Regions from separate parts of the Muntiacus reevesi genome. Here region 2 is linked to region 1. Evidence: chromatin contacts called from public Hi-C data. All regions are on one chromosome and are shown on one strand. The core of a region is the stretch at or near the end of the contact, and the rest is flanking DNA. Distances in the headings are between cores, read along the strand shown.

Region 1 (5,585 bases), core at 1,503-4,002:
GTTCATCTGATGGGAAAATTGACCGCTGATATCTTGCAAGATTTAAATTTCAAGAAAAACTGGTCTCTCTGGTCCAGTTTCAAATTTCTAGGGAGTGAGATTATGATCGACCCAGCCTGAATTCATTATGTGCCATTGACCCAGTCAGCTATGGTTATGGTTAACATGACAGTTTTTGTTATAACTGTAAATGGGGAGAGGTTTAATTCTTAGGAAAGGAGGGCTGAGTAGACAATCATTTAGGTATCCATTATACTAGAAAAACCTCTATTCTTTCCATCTGCCATCCTTTCAAGCCACTATTCTCTCTTTCACTGCTTGTTTTCTGAAGAGTTATTTATGTGCATTGCTTCAACATCTACTGATTCTTTGCCAATCTGACTTATTCTATCTCCACTAGTCTTTTATGATGAATTTCTTTATGGAGTTTGACGCTTTTTCAGCTTTTGCATCCCCATACACTTTTCTCAATGGGCAACTTGTCCACGGGGCCACAAAGAGTCAGACATGCCTGAGTGATTAATACTTTCACACTTTTCTCGGGGTTCCCAGGTGGCACTAGTGGTAAAGAACCCACCTTCCAATGGCAGGAAATGTAAGAGTTCCATCCCTGGGTCGGGAAGATCTCCTGAAGGTGGGCACAGGAACCCACTCCAGTATTCTTGCCTGGAGAATCCCATGGACAAAGGAGCCTGGCAGGCTACAGTCCATAGGGTCACAAAGAGTCAATCACAACTGAAGCAACATAGCATGCATGCACACTATTCTCAGACTTCATTTCACCTGGACTACTCTTGGGTTCTGCACTTTTGTGTTCTTATTTAGTCTGCTTTTATTTCCTGCCTTCTATTAAGTTCCAAGCCAGATATGACTACTACTCACAGAACAGAATGAATCTTCTTTGATACCCTCCTCCTACTGAAACAGTGGGCTGTAAAAGCCAGTCATCCAGAAGACTGGCACAATATCATAACCAACCAAGGAGAATGCTGAAAATAGATTTTTCAAAAGATGATTCTGTACTGTTAGGGTAAAAACTGAAACCGCCTGCCCTGGCCAGGCAAGATAGTAGCCACTTGCATGAGTTATCTTAACAACAGGAGATCCTGGTAAGGACCATGGAACTAACAAGCTACCACCAACCAGGAGAATTCAGGAAAGGTCAAAAAGAGAAGATGCCAGTCCATATGTCCTACCAACCTCCCAGAATCCTCATTGGACTCCATCTTGGCTGAGCAATTCACACACCACCAGTAAGAGCCCAGAGTCAGAATGATTGGCCAGAGACAAACTGAAAACTAATCCCATCACCATAAACTCCCAGACTGCGAGCCACATGGCAGAGCACTTCTCCTGGGTTCCCTTACCCTATTATTCTCTGCTCGGGTGCCGTTTCCCGATAAAGCCTCTTGCTCTGTCAGCACATGTCTCCTCAGACAATTCATTTCCAAGTGTTAAACAAGAGTTCACTCTCAGACCCTGGATGGAGTCCCCCTTCCTTACAATTATGTCTGGAATTGGAGCCCTTACTGCTATTTTCTCAAGAGCTCCCCAACAAATTGATTCATAGTGGTTGCAAATAAATGTCCTAACTATATGACATTGTAGCTCAAAGAGTACCAGAAAGGTACAACTTGTAGTTTAATTTGTGTTGATGCTTATATCCCTAAACAAAGAGATCCCGAGTACATTGGATATCCTATTTCACTTTGTCTCTGCATTACCTTGGGCAAATAAATAATGTAAATCTCACTATTCGTAAACTGGGGCCAAAAAACTCTTCCTCAAAGAATTATCTTAGCTAAAAGTTATGTGGATTATTACAGAACTAAGGTTATTTTACAACCTAAGATTATATTATTATTGTTATCCAGTGGCTCAGTCATGTCTGACTCTTTGCAACCCCATGGACTGCAGCACGCCAGGCTTCCCTTTTACTATTTCCCAGAGTTTGCTCAAATTCATTTCCATTGAAGTTGGTGATGCCATCCAACCATCTCATCCTCTGTCCTCCCCTTCTCCTGCCTTCAATCTTTCCCAGCATCAAGGCCTCACAGAAATGGTGGTGGTTATCATTTTTACCTTTCATATGTGTCTTTTTCAATAATGTGCTACCCCCGTTATTCCCTCCCCCCAAAGGAAAATTCTTTCTCCTTGGGAATCTTATAATACTTAAGCTGAATTAAAATAATCCACTTTACTTCCTTTCCCATGATGCATCACTACCCCCAAACTCCTTTTCCTGGGAAAGGCGATAAACAACCTGAAGAAACTCGGTGGATGTAGAGTTAAGAGTGCAAATCCTAAACGCTTATCACGCCCCGCCCCTTGATACCTAGTGAATACAAGGGTAGAAAAGGATAATTTAGTTCCAACTATTTATCCCGAAGCCTTTGAAGAGAATACAACTCCCAGGTTGCCCCGCTTCCCTGCCCCGCCCCCGCTACTCCACCACCCCCGCCTCCAGCTAGAAAGCGTGTACCACAGAGAAGAGACAATATGGCTCCCGGAGGTGGCAGGAAAAGGCTTTACCCCTCCTGAAGCGGTGAAGAGCGGCGGGAGAGGGATAAAAAAGAAGTGACTACAGCACGTCATCGGTTTTATCCTCCCAGCCTCTCCAGACTCCGGTCGGCCTCACCCCTTCTCTCCTCCCAAATCCAGTCAGCTGTCTCCTCTTCACCCTGCCCTCGTTCCCTCTCTAGCTCACCCCTCCCCTCGGGAATCCTTTCCCCGCCCCCTCGCCCCCCGCGGAGTGCGCACGCGCCCGCCCCCAGCTTCGCGCCCAGATCAGCGCCTAGCCTGCTCGCGCAGCCGCCGTCTCATCTGCCCACCGACGAAGCATGGGCGTCCAGGGCTTCCAAGAGTTCCTGGAGAAGCGCTGTCCCGGGGCCGTGGTGCCAGTGGACCTCCTCAAACTCGCGCGCACGGTCTCGCGCCAGCAACAGCAGCAGCACCAGCATCGCCAGCTGCCGCCTACGGCAGCCCTAGCGCCCGGGGCTCCACGCGCCGCCAGGGGCTCCGCACCTCAGCAACCGCCATTCCCGCCCGCCGCCTTGGGTGCCTACTCCGGGGGCGCGGGGCCGACTCGGCACCATCACCCCGCTCACCACTTCCACCATCACGGCCAGGCGCACCCCGGCCTGCACCCGCCGCCGCCGCCGCCGCCACCGCCGCCGCCCCCTCCGCTACCCGGGGCCCGGGTGCTTGTGGACGCGGGCTCAGCGCTGCCGCGGCTTTATGGCGGCTACCAGACGGATTGGGTGTGTGGCGGCCAATGGAACGCCATGCTGGGCTACTTGTCAGCGCTCTGTCAGGCTTGTGCCTATCCCGGCGGCGACGGCCTGGAGCTGGTGGTCATGTTCCCCGGGGGCCTGGGCAAGGACCGGCTGGCTGAGTGGGGCCGTCGGTGCCAGGCCGAGCGGCAGACAGCGCAACTGATCGTGGGACACGTGGGCAACAAGGGCACCCCTCCTCCTCGGGCCTGGTTCCTGCCACCGGCCTGCCTGAGCCACTGCGTGAGGCTAGCACTCATCCGCTTCCGGGTCAAGGTGAGGGAGGGGCCGGATCTCAAATAACTCGCCCCACACCTATTCCCTCTCAACTAAACACCTAACCACCCACCCACTTACCTTTTCTCCCATCTACCCACTCACCGCCCAGTCGGCTAACCCACTTGCTTAAATACCCTTGACCATTTTATCCATCTACCCAACCCTTCATACCACCCTCTACCAATTCGCTCACCTACATTAACCACATCTCTCTACCCATGTCATCCCAATAACCCCCTTTACCCAATTGGCCTGTCTCTAGGTTTTAGCAGAATGTCTTTTGTAGCTCCATCTTTCTCCTGCTGTTTTCTGCCTCAAGCTGCCCTTTTCAAATTTTGCAGTTGACATCCTTCTTCTGTTAGTCTCTTTCCAAACTTGCAGCAGATCAGTTAAACATGTTAATTGAACACCTTTCTTCTACAACTTTTCCCCGAATTTTGAACCATTGCTTCTTTTGCACCCATCTGTCCATTCAACCATTTTCATTTCAACCTATTTTTATCTCATCCTTCCTTAACCTAAACAAACAAACAGACAAGCCAACTAGTTCACTTTTCAACAAGTGTTAACCCACTAAGAGGAAGGGGTTTAGAAGACATGTGAGACATGGTTCCTGCCCTTGGAAAATCAAAATATACACATGAAACATTTATTCAATGGTATAAATGTGTTATGTGGTTACGCTTTATGGTAAAGATTGTAAGTATAGTACTTGTTATGGTGTATGTGTGTTGGGGGGCTATATCTGGGCTAAAATGCTCAGAGGAGGCTTCCTTGAAGTTGGACCTCACCTGGGTCTTAAAGAATGAATTGGATTTGAATTACTTACATGCTTGGGAAGAGGCTTCTTTAAAGGAGAGAAGAAAAGCAAGCAGAAGCAAATGGGAATATCAAGTATGTGCGGCCCTATGGGGGCCAGTCTAATCTCTGCATGGGGTCACTGCATATGGGGCCTGGAGAACAGCTTGGCAGCATCCCCAGTTCTTGGCACAACTGCTGTTGCTTTGTTGCTTTCCCATACTCTTAGGTTTCAAGTTCCTACGTGTAGGGAATAGCAAGGCTTGAGAATTAAAGGAGGTGGGCAGGAAGAAAAAAAAAAAAATAGTACAGGATTGAGTTGGACGGAACTACAAACCTATTCCCCAACCAAGGCTCTTGGGGATGTGCACACAGTCAGAAAACGACATGGAACTGGAATCATAAACTAAGGAAATGGTGCTGGAGTAATGAGGAGGAGAAAATCTCAGCTAAGAGATTGAAAGACCCACATAAAGAAACTTGCAGTGGTCATACAACTTGTGTCTAGAGTTCAGTCATGCTAGACTTCTTGTGCTCAGCATCTAATTTGTGCCTAGGCTGGATAGATTATAGCTGTTTTTAATAATTTTTTAAAAAAATTCAGTCACGAGCTATCTCAATACAAAGTGGGAGAAATATATATATCGGACTCCATTTGCTTGCCTTCCTGACTGGGCATTTTTTCAGTAGTTCGTCCATTCATGGCCATTCCTTACACTTTGTTTTCACTGCTACCACTCCACTTTTAAGGACTTTTTACCTCATTGTCATTATTAACTTGGTTGCTGTCAACAGTGACTAAGGTTGATGGAATACTCACTGTGTGCCAGCTGCTAATCTGGGTGCTTTATCAAATGAAAATTATCTCATTTGATCCTGACAATAACCTGTGAAACAGTATTATCCGTTTTCAAATTAGGGAACTGAGGCACAGGAAGTTTAGAAACTTGCCCATAGTCACCTGGCAATAAATGGCAGAGCTAGGATACGTGCCCAGGTGATCTGGCTCCAAAGCTCATGCTCTTAGCAAGAGTGCTCTAAGATGAAGCCTTCTAAAGTGCCAGTCAGATTAAATTATTTGCATATTGAACTAAAATCTTCTCTGGCTTCTGGGTAAAGACAGGTTTGGGGCTGTTTGTTATTATTCATTGAGTACCTATAGGCTAGGTAATATGTTGATTGCTGAGGATTCAGAGTGAAGTAAGGGGATCACTACTCTCAAGAAGGTCAGATTTT
Region 2 (5,585 bases), core at 1,071-3,570, 180 kb after region 1:
CATACAGGGACCATGCTTAATCTTCTCAGTGTCTTTCAATCTTAATATATGTGCTGCTTAAGCAAACATCCTTCTGCCTTCGTGTGAAGTTAATAAAGCTTAGCTGCAGGGTTTGTCACCTGCCATATGGTTTTGTGGTTATATGTTTTACAAAGTTTACAAAGTGTAATTAAACTACAATTGGCTAAAATTGCTGTCCCTTTCTACTATGAGTTTTCCTGGTCACATTTTCCTTGTAGGTGGTGTTGGTGCCTCAGACATTTTTGAGATTCAGCTAAGTAGAAGTTGATTTGTGGGATAAATTTAGTTTGGGTTTAGTGGGGACATCTATATGTTTGTGGCTTTTCCATTTATAGTTATTACCCAGGTGTAAGAATGACTTCTAGAAAAACTTTACCTTTTAATGTAATTTTGCATTTGCAAGTCTATATTCTTTTCCTAATGAAATGAACCTCACAAACTGTATAAGCTTCAGGTCCCACTAAACCTGGATTGTCCTCTGCCTAAGCAACAAATGTGACCCTGTTGCTTCTGCTCAAAAACTATAGTGATTTCTTATTGCTTACAGCATAAAATTTAAGTCAACTTTTTTGTAAATGTTTTTCCATGTGTATCCATGCATTTGTACATAATGTTTGCTTGTGTGTGTGTGTGTATGTGTGTGTCTGTGCATGTGCACGCACTCAGTGGTGTTTGACTCTTTGCAGCCCCCATGGACTATATAGCCCACCAGGCTCTGTCCATGGGATTTTCCAAGCAAGAATACTAGAGTGGGTTGCCATTCCCTTCTCCAGGGGATCTTCCCCACCTAGGGATCAAACCTACATCTCCTATATCTCCTGCATTAGCAGGCAGATTCTTTATCACTGAGCTACCTGGGAATCCCATTTATACATCATAATCCTTTTACATACAATGTTCTTATTAATTTAGTGAACTTTTATATACACTCCAAGTCTCTCTGAAATCTTCCTTGACATCATCAAGCAGCTTCTGAGGCACTTTCTTAGCCTCATTCTACATTTTGCAAGAGGTATCTGTGTACTTATTGGATGCTGTATTCCAACCATTTACCTGCAGCCTTGTCTCCTGCGCTGGCTGGCAATTTCCCACTGCAGTGTACCTCTTTTTCATCATTCTATCCCCAGGGCCAAACCCCCTCATCACTTAGGAAATCAGTGTGCACACACGTGTTTTCTTTTCTAAAGCAGTGGGACCCATTAAGAAAATGAAATAGTAAGTGGATTCTTAGAGAATTTTCTAGACCGTCTGAGAAAACCAGCGCCACCCTGAAGCATGTGTGTGGAGTTCCATCCCCTCAACCTATTCTACTCCATCCTCAGGCTATAGTAAGAAAATCATGGGACAGGTATATGGAAACCCTTCAATTGTATCTGAACTGAACTAGGGGGGTGGTGTGGCTGTGAAAGTGAAAGTTGCTCCTTCCGGTCTGACTCTTTGTGACCCCATGGACTATACAGTCCACGGAATTCTCCAGGCCAGAATACTGGAGTGCATAGCGTTTCCCTTTTCCAGGGGATCTTCCCAACTGAGGGACTGAACCCAAGTCTCCCATGCTGCAGGCGGATTCTTTACCAGCTGAGCCACCAGGGAAGCCCAGAGAGGGTTGGGGAACACCAAAGAAGAGAGATTTCAGAGGGAACTGGGGAGTTGACAGAGGCTCTATGGAGGGACTGAGGGCAGGACCCCGGGGGTAGTAGAGTGCAAGGTTCAACTTTCTGGCTCTGAAACTCAAGCAACTTGGCTTCCCTAAGCCCGTGTCTTCACTCGGGGATGATAGCTTCTCTTGCAGGGTGAAGATTAAAGACCTGGAGACCCTGTGAAACAGGCCGACCTGCCGAAGGTGCTCAGTGAACAGGAGCCTCTGTGAGTACTCGCCCACCCCCCCCTCCCCCACGCTGCCGCCACCTATTAAGTTTGCGGCGCACAGTCATAGAGTTCACCCCTTCTCATAAGGAAAAGCTGGGGAGGAGTGAGAAGAGAGATAACAAGAGTATGTGTGTGTCTCAGTGTCTGTGTTGGTGGTGGGTGCTTAACTCCCTGCGTGCCCGGAGGAGGGGGAAGGCAGGGAAGGCTCTGGCCCCACTCAAAATGGAGCCAAGTGCCTGCCTCGCCTAAGATGGCGGCCCCTCCGCCTCTTGGTTCCGGGTCCTTGGCGTCGACTGGGTACCTGGGGAGTCCAGCGGGTCCAAAGGTGGCCGAGCCCCGCCCTGCTTCCCAAGGTGACGCTCCGCCCCTCGTGGCGTCACGCGGGAGCCGGGGCCCGCCTCTGCTGAGGTTACCTCGCGAGTCCGGACCTCATAAGATGGCGGTTGGGCCGCCTCCCCACGGCGGTGCCGCCACTCTCAACATGGTAGCTGTTTACCCCGTGTTTCTCCTGCTCTCTCCGCCCCAACTTCCTCGTTGTTTTGAATAAACTTTATTGACTACTACGAATTGCCTAACACCGCCACTGAGCATCTCCCAGCGACTTTCCGGACTGCTTTTCTCCAACCCGGCCGCCGGTTCGTCTCTTTCTTCGTTGGTTTGCTCGCAGCGATCTCCTGCCAGCCCAGCGACGCCGCCGCTAGCCCGTTCATTGGGCGGCCGCCGGACTAGGCCCGAGCCGAGGGCTCCAGTAGGCCCTAACGGCCGGGCCCGAGGCAGAGCTGTGGAGAAAGCTGCCCTGAAGCACCGCGGGGCGACCAGCGAGACCCAGCGGGTGGTTCGAGGGTAAGGCTCGCGAGGTTCGCCGCGTTGCCGTGACGATCCCACAATTCGGCGCGCGCAGCCTGTGGGGCCGGAACTGCCGGCCGAGCCTCCCGCTGATCTAGACGCTGAGGCGCTCCGGAGCGAGCCTGGCCGGCGGCAGTTCGGTAGGACTGAGCTGCGCGGGCTTGAGGACTCTCTGCAGCTTTACGGATGAGGAGGTCCCTGTAGGGTTCGGGACCGAAGACGTTCTTTCAGGTTTGGGGCAGGAGGAGGTTCCTGTCAATTTGGGAGGCGTGAGGAGATTCTCCTAAGTTTCGGGGGCTGGAAGGATATTCCTGTCACTTTGGGATCTGTGGTGAGATCACCTGTCAGTTTTAAGGGGGCAGAGGAATCTTGGTCAGTTTGAGGGGGGCTGTGAGGAGATGTCTGCCAATTTCAGAGCTGTGGGAGGAAAATCCTCACTTGGTTGCGGAGTGTGAGGAAATTCTAGTCAGTTTCAGGGGTTTTGAAGCGAACTATTTGAGTTTCTGGGGTGCAACAGAAGCCTGTCAGCTTTGAAGTAGTGAGTGAGCTGATCAGTTTTGAGGTTGAGATTTATTTCAGTTGTTGGGGTGATGAGACTCCCGTCTGGTCGTGGATGGAATAAGTTTGAAAGTGAAGGAGCAGATCATTTAAAACTCTCGGAACACGACCCCAGAACTGTGATTTTAGTTGGGCGCCTATTCTTGTCTGCCTCGTTCCTGTAGGCTGTAGGCATCGAGGTAATACTCGAGTAATCTTAGGACTTCCAGGGATCCCTATTCTTTCTCTTGTTGCCTCTATTTTTGGATTGAGAGAAGGGGCTTTTTCTAAGATACCCCCAGCCTCATCCTCTAGGCTGTCGTTTGCGTCATAATAAAGAGAGCCCTGGGAAGCAGCGTTGCTAACAAGGAGAGGGTGCAGTTAGAGATTAAAGGAGCTTCCTGAAAAGGCGTCAGATCTTTCCCTGAAATCCGGAAAGAAGTTATCACTGACCCAGGGGGCTGAAGGAGGTAAGGAGGGGAAATAAAGCCTCGAGAGCAGAGCGCTGTTCTTTATTTGTTTAAGCGGCCCGTGGACTTTCTCTAGTTGCCCCCTATAGCTCCAACCAGCTGTGTTGCATCCCAGCGGCAGCGGTAACTGTCCATTTGAGAGCTGAGGGTTGGTACCCTGGGGGACCTGATTCACTCTGTAAAAGTGTCGTTTGTGCCCAGGCTTGGTCCAGAGGGGACGCGTGCTGCCGCCTCCTGCTCCTTTTGAAGCTAAGAACCTGGCCCACTGCAGAACGCTCCAAGGCCTGGTGAAGATGGCTTCAGTACCAGTGTATTGCCTCTGTCGGCTGCCTTACGATGTGACCCGCTTCATGATCGAGTGTGACATGTGCCAGGACTGGTTTCATGGCAGGTAAGGAGGGCAGGGCACCCTGGACAGGGTGCAGTGGCCAGGTGCTCACAGGCTTGCTCCTTTCTCAACTCTGGTTCAGGTTCCTCCTCAGAAACTTAATTTCCCTTCTCTCCGGGATAGTTAGGTCCAACCCACCCCCAGACACAGGTTCTTACATCCCTCCTTGTAGATTATGGCCTAGCTTAACATTGACATTTGGTTTCTCCTCTTTTTTCTTTTCCTATATATATTTCTACTTTGAATCCTTCTTCTATTTTTTTTTCTTAGAAAAATACTTTCATTTCAGTTACAAGGAATATATCATCTTTGTATTCTGGTAATTTTGTTTTTCCTCAGAGGCTGACTTTGGGAGAGACTGTACTGCATATTTGAGATATTTGAGTCCAACAAACATGGATTTGAGTTGTGGTTTTTCAGCTTACTATCAGAGTGACCTTGGGCAAGTTGCTTTGCTTCTCTGAGCCTCTTTGTCTTCAGGCAGACAGAGTGTTTTCTTTATCTATTAGATAAAATATATCTAATACATCCTTCCTCTTTATTTAAAGCATTTTTGCATGCACCTAGTAAATGGAGGCAGAAATGCAGTAGTATTTTATTTCTACAGTATTAGCTGCAGAACCATCCAGGTAAATTGAATTAGGCAGAGGAGATATTGGGTAAAACAGTAGGAGTAAAACCACTAATGAATTCCCTCCAGGTAACCATGTGTGCACATAAGCACCTGTCACCCAGGATTCCAGAAAGGTTAGAGTGTGGAATAAACCTGTAATATTATCCCATTATTGGGACTTATGTCCCAGCTCTGGAAAGAAAACCATGAGAGAATTTGTACATTGGAGTACAACAAAACAGTGTATGGCGCCCTCCTGCTGTTGCATGTTGTTAGGTTCTAGAATTTTCAGTTGTTATCAGTCGTTTTCAAAGGGAGGCTTCACAGGGGCTCTAGTGACCTGCCAATGCAGGAGACACAAGAGACGCGGATTCAGTCCGTGGGTCAGGAAGATACCCTGGAGGAGGAAATGGTAACCCACTCCAGTATTCTTGCCTGGAAAATCCTATGGACAGAGGAACCTGGCAGGCTACAGTCCATGGGGTCGAAAAGAGTCAGACATGACTTAGTGACTGACCACACGTACACTTTCCAAAGGAGGTGTTCCTGTTACCACACCTAAGACCAAACTGAAGGTGTTGGTACTGGTAAAATTCTACTCTTAGCAGGGACTGCCCCATGCAACACATCCAAATTCATATTGAGCTGATCTTTGTTGAGTATTTACTGTGTGCCAGGTGCAGAGTTCTGTTTACTGCCTCATATTATTTCATTTAAGAGGGGACAGACTTAGATGATGGGGCCTTTTTCTTTCCCCTGGAAATGGGATTAAGATGTCTTTCAGAAAAAAAAAAGATGTCTTTCAGGATTTCTGGTATCTTTGCTAGTGCTGATCAAGTCA

Evidence for each region. A called contact is a pair of places that touch in the nucleus more often than the background predicts.
Region 2: a Hi-C map of muscle shows a contact between it and region 1, with 7 times the contacts expected there. The contact joins the promoter of PHF8 here to the promoter of FAM120C in region 1. A contact is called at or near these places in 2 of 3 Hi-C or Micro-C datasets (blood and muscle).

What each region holds. Positions count from the first base shown.
Region 1 is chrX:49,565,310-49,570,894 of mMunRee1.1, forward strand. FAM120C (family with sequence similarity 120 member C) reads left to right here and starts at 2,753. Exons shown (of 17, transcript XM_065914937.1): 1 at 2,753-3,548. The coding sequence starts at 2,841.
Region 2 is chrX:49,746,061-49,751,645 of mMunRee1.1, forward strand. PHF8 (PHD finger protein 8) reads left to right here and starts at 2,321. Exons shown (of 22, transcript XM_065915390.1): 1 at 2,321-2,733; 2 at 3,945-4,134. The coding sequence starts at 4,037. LOC136154929 (U6 spliceosomal RNA) reads right to left here and starts at 65; the gene lies at 1-65.